Regions from separate parts of the Hordeum vulgare genome. Here region 1 is linked to region 2. Evidence: chromatin contacts called from public Hi-C data. All regions are on one chromosome and are shown on one strand. The core of a region is the stretch at or near the end of the contact, and the rest is flanking DNA. Distances in the headings are between cores, read along the strand shown.

Region 1 (5,398 bases), core at 2,634-5,133, 990 kb before region 2:
CCTTTGCCTAGAAAGGAGGTCATCACTACTATATTATCTTATTAGATGATTTCTCTCGACAAACCTGAATATATTTTACGTCTTCTAGTAGCAAGGCCTTAGCTACCATGGTTCACACTCGGTTCTCTACGCTCATTTCTGCGATCTGTGTCGACTCTGCTAAAGAGTATATCTCCAAGATGTTGCATGGAGTCCTTGCTGAGCAGGGTACTCTTGCTTGGTTTCCTGTCCTAATGCTCGTGCACAAAATGGCGTGGCTAAGCACAAGCATCTTCACCTTCTTGAGACGGCTCGTGCGTTGATGATCGCCGCCTCTCTTCCGACACACTTTTGGGTTCAGGCTGTCTACACTTCCACCTATCTCAGCAACATTCAGCCATCCTCTGCTTTGCATGGTGGTAATTCCTTTCGAGGGTCTTTTTTATCGTTCTTCTGATTATTTGACGCTTTGGTTGTGCTTGTAATGTTCTTCTTGCCCACATGAACGCACCAAACTGACCGCTCAGTCTGTCGAGTGTGTCTTCTTAGGATACAATGATGAGCATAAGGACTAACATTGTTGGGATCCTGTTGGTCGTCGGATGCGTATTTCTCGGGATGTGACTTTTGATGAGCCTCGTCCCTTCTACCCGCTCACATCTTCCTTTTCAGTGGAGGATGTCTCTTTCCTCGCTTTTCCCGACACTCCTATCACTCTTGTTGAGCCCTTGTCCACCCATCCCATTGCTCCTACTTCTTCGCTTGTTGCAGAACCGCGCCGCCATCTCCTATGATTTCCTCACCTCGCTTGTCACAGGATTCTACCCCTAAGTAGCTTTCGTGTCTCCATCACATGAGTCTATCTCGGTGATTCCTCCGAGTATTCTTCCCTTTTTTTCCTCACTATTACACTTGTCGTCCGCATGTTGTGGATGAGTCTACTGCCGAGCCATCTAATTCTAATGTGCCATCTTCCTCATCTCAGCCTGCCTATGGCTTGCACCATCGCCCGCTTTCGCCAGTTGACCGCAATGGTTTTTCTAGCGCTAGTGTGTTGTTCTTGAGTTGACTTATCGTGATGTTGTTATTCATCCCAAATGGCAACTTGCGATGGCAGAGGAGATTGTTGCTCTTGAACACACTGGGACATGCGATCATGTTTCTGTTTGTCGCATCACTTGTGGTCAAATTTGTTTTCTACACATGGCAAATTTTGATAATCACCTTCTAGTCACATGGCAAATTCATAACATTCTGTCTTCCAAAACATGGCAAATTTAGGAGAAAAATAAATGTTCACAGGGCAACCTTTAGGAACTTTGCTTCCAGAATCACAACAATTTTGCAAATGTTTCTACTTTATCACATGGCAAATTTAATTATTTTTTCCTTTTTCCAAGAAAAAAAATTCTACATGTGGCATATTTTATAAAATGTTTTCAACTGGTCATATGGCAAATTCATAAATTTTGTTTTCCAAAACATGGCAAATTTATAAGTTTTTGAAATGTCCACATGCAAATTTATGAATTTTTCTATTTATCACATGGAAAATTTACATATTTGCTTTTTGTCTTCCTCATGGAAAATTTTACACATTTTTGTAATGTTCACATGCCAAGTTTTACAAAAAATTGTTTTCTAAAACATGGCAGCTTTTTGGGATAATGTTTTGTATTGGTCACATCGCAAATTTATATATTTTTTGGTTCCCCTTTCATGATGGCAATTTCAAAAACAATATAGTGTTCAGATGGCAAATTTACGATTTTTTGTGTATAAAACATGGAAATTTTAAACTTTGTTTGTCCTTACCTCGTGGCGAATTTATTATCTATATCATTCACTCTCTCGCCCTAGCTTTGTTCACATTATGACAGCTTTCTTTTATGTTTTTCTGTACACTGGCAAACCTAGATAGTGCACCATGGCAGTATTAGGCATTTTAGTGGTCACATGGCATTTTCATAGAATTTTGTTCTCTACAATCATGGCAACTTTACATAGTTTTCTACTTACATGGCAGCTTTTACCAATTTTTTTACTACTCGCATGGCAATCTATACAGCCTTTTGTACTCCCTCTGAATATAAGAGCGTTTTTTACACCAGTGTAGTGTCAAAAACGCTCTTATATTATGGAACGGAGGGAGTGATGTTTTCACATGGCACCAAAATTAAAAATTTGTTTACTAAATCATCCAAATTCTTATTATTTTCCCTTCTTTTGAATGTCACGGCAACTCAATCGTTAGCTTGGTGCCAAATCTAGATACTGGACCATGGCAAAACCAAGTTTTCTATACTAATGAAAATGTTTTCTACAGTTTTTCGATATTACAACTAAGTGTGAATGGATTGTTATCTCTCGTTTTTAGCGACAAATTAAGATTGCATGTGCTATTTAATTTTCTCTATCACCGTATGGCAATTTGATTTTTTTTCTATGTACAGTTAGTTTTGTGTGACTGCATGGCAAATGTAGTCTTCCATGGATGGCAAATTATTTTTTAGGTGTCTTCTCTTTTTGTTGTACTGGACCATGGCAAGTTTCTGGTGGGGTTTTTGCATTTTGTATATTACTTTGCAAATTTGTAATATGAAGGTTTTCTTTTTTTACTGGATCGCGGCAAATATTCCTGTAGTTATTTTTGTAGTGGACCCTGACAATTTCCTTCCTTTGTAGGTACTGTTTTTCTAAGTGAATGATGCCAATTCTTCCTGCAGAATATTTTGGTAGTGTGTATTTATTTATTTTTCTGTATGGATGATTTTTGTAGTGGTCCATGGCACTCCTGTAGGGTTTTTTTTTCTTTCGTAGTCCATGGAACTTTTTCCAATAATCCTCCATGGAGATGGCCTTAGTTTTAGAAAAGAGGGGGGGGGGGTGATTAGACCCTGGCAAGTTGGGAGCAGCCCAGTCTCGTGTGTTCTTTTTTTGTTTGCTTTAGTGGGGGTTAGGCAGTGTAGGCCAAAAAAATCGACGGGGGTTGGCGCGAAAAAACTGGTGCGCTTCTGATCGGGCGGCCCAGCAGGGGAAGGGGGCAGTCGCGCTGGAGGGCATGGGTGAGAGAACGAAAGCGTTCTCTCGTTTCCACCTCTCTGGGGAACAATTGTATGCTCGAGAAACCTTCCTGAGGGAAGGTTCCCCCTATATTAGGGTCCTAAATTTAGCATGCATTATATTAAGGTATTTGGAACAAAAATGTTAAAGGGGGGAAACAGTATGATAATATCCTACTATACATATGCTTAAATAAACAAAAGGGTATGTACATGCAAATAAAAAGCTATAGCCATTTTTGTAGGCAAACTACCACATCGTCGGTCATTGCATTCTCCAAGGATTTGCATATTCTTGAAGCTTCATAACTACAAAATTTAGTGGATCTAAGCAATAGCAATTCAGCTTTTGTATAATATAAAACAGTGATGGAGCAACCAAATCATTGCATCTATCATGAACTAAGCATGAAACGTCAAACTGAATGAATCAGACTCCAGGTAGGGTTTGTACCGGTCCGTGTCGGACGCGCGGGCGCGGGATGCAGCGGCGAGACGGGAAGAGGCTGCGGCGCGGATGGGCGCGACGAAGGCGGCTTCAGGACCCGTATCGGCGTAGAGGGTCTGGGAATCGAGGAAGCCGAGGAGGCGGAGCACGAGAACCTGCGCCGCCGCTGCATCCCCGCGCTCGAGCGCAGCGTCGGCACCGAAGAGGAGGGAGTGACTACGCCGAAGCCGCCCCTCCACCTCCTTCCGCCAGTTCGTCGGGCTGGCGGAGGAGGAGCAATCGGCAGCGTGGGGTTGCTCCTCCATTTCGGGTGTTTCAGAGTTTCGGCGATTTGGGGGATCTCGATTCTTCTCCCGCTTTTTCGCGGCTGCAGGGTTTTACTTCTTTTTTTATTGAGGTAATAACGCCCTTGGTACACAAACTTGTGTCGTTTGTTCAAATTAGTCACAAACTTGCAAAATACACATTTTTAGTCCACAAACTTGCACGTACAGTTCATCCTTCGTCAATCTGTCATATCGTGCCTTTTCAATGATGACGTGGACAGGCAGGTGGCTGGAGCATTTTGGAGCCCTGTCCGTAAAAGCAATTTTACACATAACCTCTGAAAAAAAATGAGACGGCAAAACTCGAAACCCCACACAGCATTCCTCAGCCCATTTTTCAGCCCATTTTGGTCAAATTAAACAATAAAAGCGCCTTTTGATCAATTTGAAAATATAAAGTGTCGACAAAAAATGGAACAAATCTCTAAAATCAACACTATAATTATAAGAAATCTGGGAAAGTTTCACTCTTTTAAAAAATATATTTGAAAATATAGTACGAATGCATTTTGAAGCAAATTCATAACTCAACAATACATGGTCTGTAGTTGAGGGCAAAATAAAACAAGTTGGTCACTGCAGACTTGTCTGAATAACATATGACCAAGTGCTTCAAAGTAAAAGAGAATAAGTTCATTACATGACTTGTATCAACAACACATGGTCGTTGTGCTTAAAGAAAGTACGAGTTCATTTATGAACTGAGGTGCATTTTGAGCTAGTTCATTCATAAAAATAGGAAATCAACAGAAAAATCATTGAATTGTGGTGCATTCTGGCTAATTGGCACTTCCTCTGCTAGAATGAATTGTAGTGCGTGTGTGGTTATAGCTCCATCATTTCCAAAAAACATATTGGAGAAGCCTTGTCCTACTCATGTGCGCTCAGATCTTGAAATAGTAGCACGTCCTCCGCCTCTAGATCCCTGCACCTCTTCCTCTAGCTCTGTTAGTAGCTCATCCTCTAGCATGACCACTTGTTTCTACTTCTTCCTCGTCTTCAACTTGAGTAGATGTTGCCCTGTTTATTCTCACCTTGCCTCTTGTCATTGTTGTTGTGACCCTTTCCTGAGGAATTGAGTGTCTCGCTGCAACAATAAATGTTGACTCGGGGAGAGGTACATTTTGTCTGGGTGGGACATAATGATTTCTCTCCTAAGAAAGAAAATTAGGTAAATAGTTAGCGTCATAGAGGAAATTATTAGTATCCACTTTTATTACCTCATTAAAATTCATACATAGTGCATTACCTGTTCTTGCATAGTGTAGATCATGCTGCCTCTTGTTTGTGTAGGATCCTTCCATGGATTAACTCTGTGTGGCATTACATTATGCAAAAAGGTATTATAGTGTTTAATTCAGCAACTTAAGCAACAATAATTGCAGAACCTGGAAAATAATAATTGCAGGAACAACAAAAATTGAAGAATGGTACAAGAATGATGCTTCGAACATCTGGTTCCTCCTCTTCTTCTGTAGTAGGTGATGTTGTAGTACTTTGATATTTGTGGTGGCCCTTCTTATTGTGATCACACTTCCACAAACTGAGAGTGCATTGTAGCACCATGCCTGGTAAGTTTTTTC
Region 2 (5,101 bases), core at 1,140-3,639:
CTACTCCATATTCTACCAGGAACAAAACGAAGATGTTATCATATGTGGCCGCTGCATTGCACGGCAAGGTGGGTACTGTATGTTGGTTGGTTGAAATATCTGCATGTCATGTCTGAAGGACTGGAATATCACCAATGATGTAGCCATGGATAGGGGTGAGTGGAAGTTAGCTATCCACGTGTCAAAACCATTACTTGGTTACGATATCTTATGGGTTTCAACTCTAGCTTACCCCTACTTGTTTGGGACTGAAAGGCGGTACTGTATGTTGGTTGGTTGAAATATCTGCATGTCATGTCTAAGGACTGGAATATCACCAAAGATTTAGCCATGGGCAGGGTGTGTGGAAGTTAACCATCCACGTGCCAGAACCATGGCTTGGTTTCGGTATCTTATGGGTTTCAACTGTAGCTTACCCCAACTTGTTTGGGACTGAAAGGCTTTGTTGTTGTATATATGTGTACGCAGATTGACCAGATAGGGAAATTGCAAACTTAAGGGTATCCAATTCAAAAATTCCATAGAGGAATATGAAACCCAAAATTGCAATGGCATGTCTTCCTGGGCCATAAAGGATTGGAAATCATAGGGCTTCACCAAAGGGTGTCTGATACACCGTAGGGGAAACACAGAGTTCTTCCTGGGCCATAAAGGATTGGAAATCATAAGGTTTCACCAAAGGGTGTCTGATACGCCGTAGGGAAAATGCAGAGTTCTTACAAGGCATTTGTATGAATGGGAATTTTTTGCATGTAACAGTGCAAAGGGATCCTACAAATTACAATCGAAATTAAGTAGCCTAGATAGAAAAACATGATATGGATTACAACTCATAGGGATCATCATAAGACTCATAACAAGAGGATGTAAATTTAAAAACAATCTGCATTCTTAAAAATTCATTGTTTCTTTAAGGTAAAGGCCTGGCAATTCGAAATGGGAGAACACCCTCGCTCTCATCATCAGTTAAAAAAAATGGAAAACATATGTAAGTAATCACTCACTGAAACACGATATAAACTAAATTTACTAGAAAGGGGATGAATTTCTCAATAACAAGATGCTGCATGGGAAATAATTAGACATTTCAGAGGAGATAAAAAAAGCAAGATCAATAACGAAATTATCACGTATACTTTCAACAGTAGTAACATCTAGAACTTCTCAGTGACGAAATTTATGACACAACATTTTGAGCTAGCAGTTTTCACAACAGACGATGCATTTCTTTTTCAAAATTATACTTGTAAGGATGTCAAGGGTTAGATCCGGCGTCCTCAGTATTCATGCTATGCGAGTGAATCATGGCAAACATGCATGTGCGCATGTTAAGTATTTGAACTTGCATAGTTGATTTCAAAGTAGCTACCTCTGCTTGAGGAGCCTTTGGCTTTCTCGCAGCTGATTTGTCAGATGAAAACCTTACTTCACCAAATAAGCTTACGGCAGCTTTGACAGATTCAAAAGGAGCTCTTGTATCTATTTCTCCAACCTCCAATTTTTCTGCGTCAGTAGAAGGTGGGCCAACTTTCATAGCCATATTTACTGTACTACTATATTATATGCAAGCTGCAATAGAAAAGCAAGGAGTTAGAGAAAAGCATTTGCAGGAAAGCTAATGGTACACAACTTTCTGCAATATATACTAGTATGATCAATTTGATTGAGGAAACTACTAGGATGTGGTTATAGGACATGAAACAACAGCAATTATGTTCCAGCAGCCTTTTCAGGGGGAAAACACATATTGAAGATTCATGGGATCATAGTATTAGAAAACATTACAGGTGATATTAATGTCCCATATGGTTGTTTGTAAGATGATACAAATGCACGCATGACACTGTTATTTTTTTTAACATGGTAAAATGCACACAGTTTCGTTGAGTGTATGCCCTACTTCTCCAAATTTTATCTTACAGAGGCGCGGCACAGATGTACATTCCACATTGCTAATTCATTCTCCTACTGCAAACCCTAAAGAGGCCACAAATATACCCCAAAATTCCCTTGAATATTCACATAAACATATCACAACGGGCGTGCCATCCCTCAAAGGGCAAAAGGGTTTCACCCAGCTTGAAAAGTGAACAGAAAATAAGGAAATCAATCCAGACAACCAATTCTAGGGCTTAGCACGAACAAAGAAAAATGGCAGTCCGAAACGAACCAGTAGATGCGCAGAGAGAGGTGAGGACCAGTGCTTCAGGTAGAGGCCCAAGTCGGCGGTAAACTAGAAAGCCGCTACGGCGGAGAGGCCAGAGAGAAAGGGCTGGGGTTGCCGGCCGGCGGCGGCAGAGGGGCTTGGGGGGCTTGTTGGGGTTAGGCGGTCCGATCGGTCCGAAAGGAACGTGCGGCTTGGTCGGAAAGAGCAAAAGTTGGTCGGGCGCACGTATTTTCCGGGCATCCAATAGCCAATTCAATGGCACTGGCGGGGCCCCACGTTTTGTTGGGTTTGACTCACCAACATCCGATCCTTCCACAAAAGCATCTCAAGCTCAAACAGAGTTCCCCACAAAAATTTAAAACTTCAACCCTTATTATGAATAAGAGGGAGTAACTTTTTTCACACAGTATAATCAAAGTCATTCACGAGGACACACATCGCCACAAAGACAAGAACGTTTCTTTCTATTAAACACACATCTATAGATTGGAGGAAGTAATTTTTTTTTAAAAGTTGTAGAATTAGTACAAACACGAATTCTTCATAGCCCAGCCTTCTAATATATATTCTCATTTCATCCTTCAAAATAACACATTTGGATGGATAACATTTTGTTTCAAAAGCAATCATGTATACATGATTAAGAAATCTACAAAAATGCATGAACAAAGATACTCTCATCTTCAATCTTTACCTATATTAATAAAGCAATTAGTGCTTCTGTCGTCCGTCATTAACATTGCCCATAAAGTTGATGAAAATTACCCACAATTATCACTTATAAGTCATAGAAAACGTTTCAAACAGGAAAATCTTCGTACTGGCCCGGCCCATAGAGGCACCTCCTATATTACGCTCTGGGCATTGGAAAAAGATGCGGCACACCTATTTGGGCCGGTCCATGCGTGGCCGCCTGTTCTTTTAATTTAGTTTTTTTATTTTACTTTTCAGTTCCATTTTTTTCTACTTTAAATAATTTAGAACTTCAAATAACTTTTCTTAAATTTAAGAAACTGAGAATTTTGAAATAAAATATTAGAAAAACATTTTTTTTTGAGAATTCGAAAACTACTCAGGAGTTTTGAAAATGTTTGCATATACAAAAAAATGTTTAAATTTTTAGAAAATGTCTGTAAAATGGAAAAAGTCAATAATTTCAAACAAAAGTCCGTGTAAAAATCTTAAAAACAGTTTGTGCCTCTATTTTTAGTCTCGTTTTTTATTTTCATTTTCTGTTCCATTTTTTAAAATTTAAATAATATCGACTTTTGAAAAAAAATTGCAGCTTATAAAACTGAGAATTTTGAAATAGAATTTTAAATAAAACATAAAATGTTTGTGAATTCAAAAAATGCTCGGGATATCTGTAAAAGTATTCCCATATTCAGAAAAATGTTCATAATTTTGAGAACAATGTTGGTGAAAACAATAAAAGCCCATGACTTTTAGAAAAAAGTTTGTGTATTATTTTTTGAGTGCAATTGAAAAAAATGTTTGCTAATTCAAAAAATATTCATGCATTTCAAGAAATGTCCTAAAATTTGAAGGACGTAATATGATCAACATCCTTGAAGATTATATTTATTTTTCTCCCATTGCACGCATTGGTTATACTCCTTCCTTTCCGGTTTATAAGACTTATATTAAAAACTTAGTTTTTTTTTGTTTTGTAAGTCTCAATATTATTGCTTTTCATCACATGTTCAAATTTCATGATGCATGCAATAATTAAGGCATATTTGAATGCAAATGTGCTTACATGAGGTGCTAAGCACATTAAAAATTTAGCAACTAAAGTCTTTAATGGATTGGTGCTTAACTTGTTGTAAGCATACTTCATTTAATGATTTTACAACTAGAGTTGTCCATGCATTGGTGGGCTTTTTTATTTAAGTGTTTTGCCTAGGTTTATGTGTTCAACATTATTTTTTACCGGGATCATCACACTCATCTCTTTTCTATTAATTAGCTTATCAAATCAGTTTTTTTGCCTACATGGCAGCCTTAGCACGTGTACAAGGTGAAACATTGGAAAGGGGTGTAAGAAAGCTCATCAATGGATGTAAAAGTTCTTGACTATTTATTGTTCATGCATGCATGCATTGCAATTAATACATTGATAAACATAAATTTTTGAGGAAAAACTAGTGGATTGATTGAGTACTTTTGCAAACTACAAAAATTATTCCACCACTCATCATCTATCTTGGTTGGTGAGATTTTTAAACTCAGCCCTATACAAAAGAGAGGAAGTACATCTTTATCGTTTTCAATATACAAGATCCCCAATACGAGTTTTATGGAAAAATATCATTTATGACATCATTTTTATAATATACCCTTTTCACACACAAGCAAATCAGTATATACGTAAACATTTTAAAATATGTAGACTTGCATGAATTTTGTTAAGAAACTTTTTTGGGATATCTAGTAATTAATTATGAAGTATATTAGAAATAATAATAAAGTATATTTCAAGAAACTTTTTAAAATAATGAAGTATATTTAATTTTTTTAATCTATGTGGTATATGAGGAGCGGAGTATGTACTCCCGTGTGTGTGCGTGCACAACACACACAAATGGATTGATTATTCATCGTTCATGTGAAGAGTAGTTTTCTTTCACTCCGCTCTTATTACAGGACTACACCATATTTTGATGTCCCGTAAATTTTGTTCTAAGTCGGAAGTGAAAAAAGAAGGTAAAAAAATGTATGTTGGTGAAAATATATATTTTACGTGAAATAAAAACATAGTGTACAACTATATATATAAATGTAAATCTTATAATCTTGTGACTCATATCTTACTTTATTACTAGTAGAACGCACGTGTGTTGCTAAGGGCTACAATGCATATAAATTAATCAAACAAATGATCAGGTTGTTCCTAAGGTCGAATCTCATTTCTTCCTCATATGTACGGGCATG

The links. A called contact is a pair of places that touch in the nucleus more often than the background predicts.
Region 1: a Hi-C map of leaf shows a contact between it and region 2, with 3 times the contacts expected there. The contact joins the promoter of LOC123397677 here to the promoter of LOC123395572 in region 2. A contact is called at or near these places in 4 of 6 Hi-C or Micro-C datasets (leaf and seedling).

What each region holds. Positions count from the first base shown.
Region 1 is chr5H:164,330,400-164,335,797 of MorexV3_pseudomolecules_assembly, reverse strand. It overlaps LOC123397677 (ATPase family AAA domain-containing protein FIGL1), which reads right to left and starts at 3,883. Exons shown (of 15, transcript XR_006609999.1): 1 at 3,496-3,883.
Region 2 is chr5H:163,341,455-163,346,555 of MorexV3_pseudomolecules_assembly, reverse strand. It overlaps LOC123395572 (WEB family protein At5g55860-like), which reads right to left and starts at 2,389. Exons shown (of 3, transcript XM_045090586.1): 1 at 2,171-2,389; 2 at 1,370-1,569. The coding sequence starts at 1,540.